Regions from separate parts of the Pan troglodytes genome. Here region 2 is linked to region 1. The links are chromatin contacts, called in public HiChIP or PLAC-seq maps. All regions are on one chromosome and are shown on one strand. Each heading gives the region's core, a stretch centred on a gene start, on an enhancer-like site or on the middle of the called end of the contact. The rest is flanking DNA. Distances are from core to core; before and after follow the strand shown.

What was found. HiChIP or PLAC-seq counts read pairs in DNA pulled down with a chosen protein or histone mark.
Region 2: an H3K4me3 HiChIP or PLAC-seq map of stem cell-derived excitatory neurons shows a contact between it and region 1, with 5 times the contacts expected there. The contact joins the promoter of CHN1 here to the promoter of CHRNA1 in region 1. A contact is called at or near these places in 1 of 7 Hi-C or Micro-C datasets (stem cell-derived neural progenitor cells) and 1 of 1 datasets of contacts at active chromatin or transcription factors (stem cell-derived excitatory neurons).

What each region holds. Positions count from the first base shown.
Region 1 is chr13:76,800,447-76,803,558 of NHGRI_mPanTro3-v2.0_pri, reverse strand. It overlaps CHRNA1 (cholinergic receptor nicotinic alpha 1 subunit), which reads left to right and starts at 1,651. Exons shown (of 9, transcript XM_016950067.2): 1 at 1,651-1,852. The coding sequence starts at 1,810.
Region 2 is chr13:77,041,642-77,045,045 of NHGRI_mPanTro3-v2.0_pri, reverse strand. It overlaps CHN1 (chimerin 1), which reads left to right and starts at 1,394. Exons shown (of 14, transcript XM_003309320.6): 1 at 1,394-1,621; 2 at 1,747-1,933. The coding sequence starts at 1,915.

The sequences.
Region 1 (3,112 bases), core at 402-2,901:
TAGACACATTGTTCACCAAGTAATTGAGGACAACAGTTTATGAAATGATTTGGTACCATATAACATGGGTCTTCATATTTTCAGCCTCCAGTATCAATTTTCTTGCCTTCTGCTGCAGTGCTACATATTTTAGAATTTATTTTTAACCTCAGGGTACTAGTGCAAAGGATTACATTTTTTATTAATTACGGAACACTAGCTGCTGTACAAATAAACCCAAGGATTTTGATGGCTCAGCACAATGCATGTTTTGTTTTCATTGAAATAGTGCTGGGTGGTGAGCAGGTAGATAGAGGGTCCCCCTCCATGCAGTCATTCAAGGATTCAGAATGTCAAAAGCAACACCACCTTCAGAACATGGTTTCTAAGGTTGCCTTTGGGACCATGTCCATTCTAGCCGGTCAGAAGACTAGAAGGGCGGGGCTGAGCTCTGGTAGGTTTGTGAGTCTGAGAACATTTTTCCACTCATGCCACTGGCCAGAGGTCAGTCCCATGGCTCCATTTAGATGGAAGGGGCTGGTGAGAGGGTGGGGGTTGTATTTCTGCCACGGGGCTATTCCATGGAAGGGAGAGAACCAAATTTTTTTTTAGCAAACAGTTAACTGATCTCCCACAGTTTAAACAAAAAATATAAATAGTATGAGCTTGCAGCTCTCTCCTCTACCCTCCAAGCCCCTTCTCTAATGATTTGTTTGGATCCACTGGAATGAGAGGATCTGTCAGGATGTTGTCGTGGGCTTGAGGTGAGAGGACCTTTCTCACCTAGTTCCATGTGGGAAGGAGGCCTGGAAGGAACAGGCAGGGTACCTTTAAGTAACTGTCTCCTTCTGTGAACCCACCTCACACCCTGCAAAGAAGCACAGCTAGGGTAACAATACTTCTCAGACTGAGAAATTACTAACTGCTGGTTTTTAGGATGTTTTTCAAGCAAGATAATTGAAAAGCTGAACCACTCTGCTCTTTGCTTCCCTGAGTGAGAGTGGGCAGAGGGACGGATGGAAGGAGGCAGGAACCCGGAACAACTGCTGATGCGGTGGGACACTTTTTCCCAATAATTACTCTTCGCTTGAATCACAGTGCATAGGACGTGGGCAATTTGCTCCAGCTAATGCTTCGTGTGGGATAGGTATTGCCTGATACAGAGGCAGGGGTTGGAACAGCCACTCTGGGGGCCAGTAAAGCCAGTTTTATGGAAGAAGCTGTCTTTGTTTAAAACCAAACCCAATCAACGTGGGGGCTTCCCAGCAGCAGACTCAACACCAGCTACACTTTTCTGAAATCCAGGCAGTCAGAAAAGCCCCCGGCACCCTCAGCCTAAGCAGAGGAAATGAAACTGAAGCCATGTTTGCAGAATGTGGATTTTTGTGGTTTAGGACAGACAGCTGACTATCTACTCAGACCAAATGACCCTAATCAAGTCAACCCACAGAGATGAGGTTCTGGTTTACACAAAAGGGAGGCAGTTTGCTCACCATTTAAAATAATTCCTTCCTTCCTATACATTTTTTTTTTCATTAAGATCTGACTACTGGTGCATTTAAAATATAATGCAGTTCATACTCAGCTTGTCAAGGGTAAGCAATTGTGTAAAGTGAGGCATATCTGTAATGGTGTACAGTCCCAGTAACTCCCTGGGCTCCAGGGCTAAGGGCAGCCCAGCTGTCGCTCCCACAAACAGGTGGTGTAAAACAATAGCTCTAGTGAGCCGACTCACTTTCCAAACCCTCCAGCAGACAAGCACCCAGCCAGAGTGCCAGTGAGAAACACAGGCCACCTCTGTGCCCTGGTCCACACAAGCTCCGGTAGCCCATGGAGCCCTGGCCTCTCCTCCTGCTCTTTAGCTTTTGCTCAGGTAAGTGCTGGGTCAGGGGTGGGGAGAGGGCTCTCTTTTGAGGCTAAAGTGCTGGAAGCCCCCAAATCAAAGTCTTGCTTCTTTGATGAGACCACAGAATGGCAGAGCCTCCCCAACCAGAGGCTGCTCTGTCAGTTTCTTCCTGATGTTAGCTTGATTGAGTTTTTGGATAAAGATTTTTAGTTTGCCTTATCTAATTAAAATAGAAACTGCCTGGTCAAAGACTTTGAGGTAGACATGCATGTCTCTCCCTCCATCATGCCTGGCAGCCGACTCATCCCTCTGAACACTCGGCATCATTTGTAGGACCTGGACCACTTGTGGATCATGGTAGTGTCTGGGGGTTCATATTTAAACAACTATGGATACTTAGAACAGTGCCTTATAATCACATACAATGGAGTTAACAAGTCCCTTTACTGCTCCAGGAGAATTCTAATAATAAAGAGGACTGATTGACAGCTATGTGTGCTGGAGATAGAAACCAGTTAATAATCATAACTAAACTCTCTCCACAGAGACAGAAATATTTTTTAATTTTTTCAAAATTTCTGAAGTTAAAAAAATTCCATATGAATACATTCCTACCTACTTTTTTTTAAAAAGATGTTACTATATATAGGTTTGGGTTTGAATTGAAACGATAAAACCTTGCACAGCATTTGACCTGCATTCTACTCTGGAATGTGTCCTAGCACAGCAGCTGAAACACCATCCTGAATCCCAGACTTCCGCTAGAGGGAAACAGGAGATGTTTGCTGATTGCTTCACATAAAAGTTTACTGGTGATATCATCCCAACTGAGAAACAAGGTGGCTGACATCCTGTGATTTTTCATTTCCAATATTGCCCTGAAAGACACAGGCCTTCTGGTCAAGAGGCAAAAAGCTTTATTATTAATTTTTTTCAATAGCAGAGTTGAGTGAAAGAGCCTGAACTCAGATAAATTATATCCTGTGGGATTTGGACTCTGTCCAGCCAAAGCTGGCCTGATGTGTGTGTGTGTGTGTGTGTGTGTGTGTGTGTGTGTGCGCGCGCGCACGCGCGCACACGCATGCGTGCACGCAAAACCACAGTCACAGGAAAATTCTTAAATGATATGCTTTAATGTAAACATCCTTAAGAGATCTGTTAGGATTTTGGTTATTGCTAACCAAAAATGCATGATTAGCTATTAAAGAAGTATGTGATATGTATTTAGGTCAAATCTCGAGTTTGCTGGCATTGATTTCCATGGGTGTTTTATAGAAATTTAGAGCT
Region 2 (3,404 bases), core at 145-2,644, 240 kb before region 1:
TGTGTGTTTGTAATTTTTTATGAGCAGAAAGGTTGTTCAAAAATCAAGAGTCCATTTTCATGAAAGATTTTAAATTCTGGGGATTTTAAAGATTTATTTTGATTAGTGGCTAAAGAGAGCCATTTTACATCACAAAATTCCAAACATATAGCATCTTAAACACTTGCCCATTCATGTTGAATCATTTTAATATTTCTTTCTTCCTGAGTTAACTGACTTGAAACAAAAGGCTTGGCTCCTCCTTCCAACCTGCTTTTCTTCTGATGCTTAAGTCTGCTGTGAAATGATGGTGAATTAACTGTGGTTCCATTGGAAGTACTGTAGTAATCTCCCACTTTATCACGATTCGATCTCTAAGATACATTAAATACAAGATATTTCTATAATATTCTTAAAGAATTATTTGAAAATGGGAGAGAAGAGGGAAATGACACTAGGGAACCTGAGGAACTAAGAGGAAAGACGCCTGTAGAAAGAAAGGAGAACCAAAGAGAAGATCTACATGATCAGATACCAAAATAGTATCAAATCCCTAAGCAGAGAAACAAGAAAAAAGAAGGAATTTCTTAAACAGGGCACACATATAGCAACTAGAGAAGAATGACTTTTTGAATACATTAAACGACAACGACGAAAAACATATAACCCAGCTTTTCAAGAACATCTTTTGGCTGACAATCTCAAGGCGTTGTATGCTCCTCATGGCAGAGACAGAGGTGAGGAGACAACATCACAGAAAGGAGGACGTTGCCAGTGATTATCAGATAAATACAAGAAGCTCAGGGGAACAATCTTTTGTGGCAAATAAGTGCCAGTCAGTGACACATGCTGATTTTTTTTTCCTTGAGACAATATCAAAGAGGTATAATGTAAAGGGAAGAAAATCAGGTGTAAGCATTGGTCTTTTAACAAATTATCTTAGGTAATCTCAGATGCTTTTTAAGCGACTCCTTTTCCTAATGTGTGTCAATTTCATCAGAACTACTAGCAGCTCCTAAGTCCAAACGGAGAGGAATGCAGCTTTCAGTGCCTCTGTTCCTACCAGAGCCCTGCAGCTTCAGGTCACCGGCTCCAGCCACAGTGAGCCTGGAGGGCGCCAGGAGGAGAAATATGTTCTCACACGCACCAGGTCCCCAGATGACCCTGCCTGGGCGCTGCATTCACGCAGCATCCTCCTGTGAGTCTTCCTCTTTCGAGTAACAGCGTTTTTCTCCTCTCTGCGCCTCCTCAAATTCCATTCAAGAAAAAACCTGGGCTTTCAGCTAAAACGCACACCGGCCCCGCTCCATCCCGCTCCGGGCGGCCGCCTCCAGGGGGGCGCTGGTGGCTCCTCGCAGCCGCGGGAATGAGGGCGCACCCTCTTACCCCCGCGCGCGCCCGTTGCCATGGGAACGCACTCGACCGGGAAGCCCGAGGGAGAGGCGGGAGGCAGCGGCGCGGCCGAGCTCGTGGGAGACGCTATCGCAAGATGGCGTCTGCGAGGCCGCGGGATGCGGAGTGAGCGCGCCCCGCCGGGGGCTGTGCGAGGCTGCTGCTCTCCCCGTCGCCGCCGCCGCCGCCGCCACTGCGGCGCCGCCTCTCCGCCAGCCACTGCGCCGCGGCCAAGCCTCCTGCCTCGCAGGTACCTCCTCCCGCGCGCACGCTCCGCGCCTGATGGCAGCGACAAGTGCCGGCTCGCGGAGAGCTAGCGGGGCTCCCTGGGCCCGGTGCGCCCGACAATAACGCGTGAATAACTTTTTCTTGCAGCGGTCCCCCGCGTCCCGGCCTGCAGCCTCCCCGGGCGCCGGCGCCCCCAGCACGCCCCATCGGGCACCCCACTCTCTCCGAGGTGTGGGTGCGGCGGGCTGATGAGGTGATCCCTAGCCCGCCTGGGAGGAGCGCCTGGACTCGCGGGCGGCGGCGAGCGCCTTTACAATGGCCCTGACCCTGTTTGGTAAGTGCAGCCGTCTCCCCGCGCCGCCGCAGGTGGGCCGCGTCCCGGGGCTCGGGGGCGGGGGCCTGGGGGGCCTGGGCGCCCGGGGAGGGGGCGCGGCGCGTGGGGTCGGGGCGGGCCGGGGCCGCAGAGTTGGGGCGCCCGGGGCGCCGGCTTGCTCCCTCGCGCCTCTCCCATTGTTTCCTCTCCCGGCAGGGCCGATGGGCGTGTGCTCCCCTGGCCAATTCTCGGCTGGGAGGCTCAGAGGTCCTGGGTGTTTTGCAAACGCACAACGATTCTCTAAGATGCCAACTTGGGAGTGAAGTTAACTGGTTGTTTTCAAACCTGCCTTTCCCGTCGGTAAATAAATCCTTGGAAAGTTTATTTATTTTGAACGAGGTATCTGTGAGTCCCCAGCCTCCTTGGAATTGCCAAATGCATGTGTTGCTTCCTGTTGGACTATTGGGGAATTTTTTTTTTGGACTCAGTGTATTCCGTTGGAAATAAGTATGATTTGTGAACTGAATATGGGTTAAAATTGAAAATGTTTGCACTAACGAATGAGAGCAGACAGAAGAAAGTTGGTTACCGGAAGATAACTGTAATCTCAGGAGACTGAGTATTCATTAAGAATGAAATGTTATTTTTGTGGTGTAATTACTGCAACACTGTTGCTTTTGGTGGTTAAGACTTCAAGCTGTTTTTTTCTCAGTCTGCAATGACAATGGGTTGGGAAAAAGGACTGAAAAGATACATTCTTTCCTTTTACAAAACTGGACTATGGTACATACGTACCTGACTTTAAGAAAACTCAATATATGAACATTTAGACGTTCAAAGTATTCAGCTTTTTTGAAGAAGCGAAGTACAGTGATATGTAATTGATAGCTACGAGAACAGCCTAAGTAAGTTATTCACAATATCAAGTTTCCAGTTCAGTTTTAATTATGTCATTTGATCAAACACGTTAGAGGTGTTACATACCTCAAATGCTTTTTGAGGTAAATACTTCCCAGTGACTTAAGCTGCTAGAATCAAAGTGTTACTTTTATTTAACTATCTTATTTTATAAATTAAACTTAGACCCAGAGAGGTTGTTTCCCAAAGTCACATGGCTCTTTTGTGGCAAAACTGAGCCTAGAATTCACTTCACCAGGCTTCAGTCTGGGACTGTGTTTACTGTGCCCAAGTGCATTACTAGAAGTGCCATTTCTTACTTGGTGATGATCCTCCATAGGTACTTAAAAAAAGTGTCTTCTTTTTCTGAAAAATAATAAAATTCTCGCTGTTTCTCAGTACCTTGTATCTAAGCGTTATTTAATAGCAGCATTTTCCTTAAATGTGGACCTTTTTGGTACAAATATTTTCTTTCCTAAAGAGATATTTGGCATTTTCAAGGTGTGGTTTCAGAAGTAAGGTTTACAAGTCAACTTTTCAAATACTCGCATTCCTGACGAATAAAAAAGATAAATTGGGGTGAAAAATGCTCTTT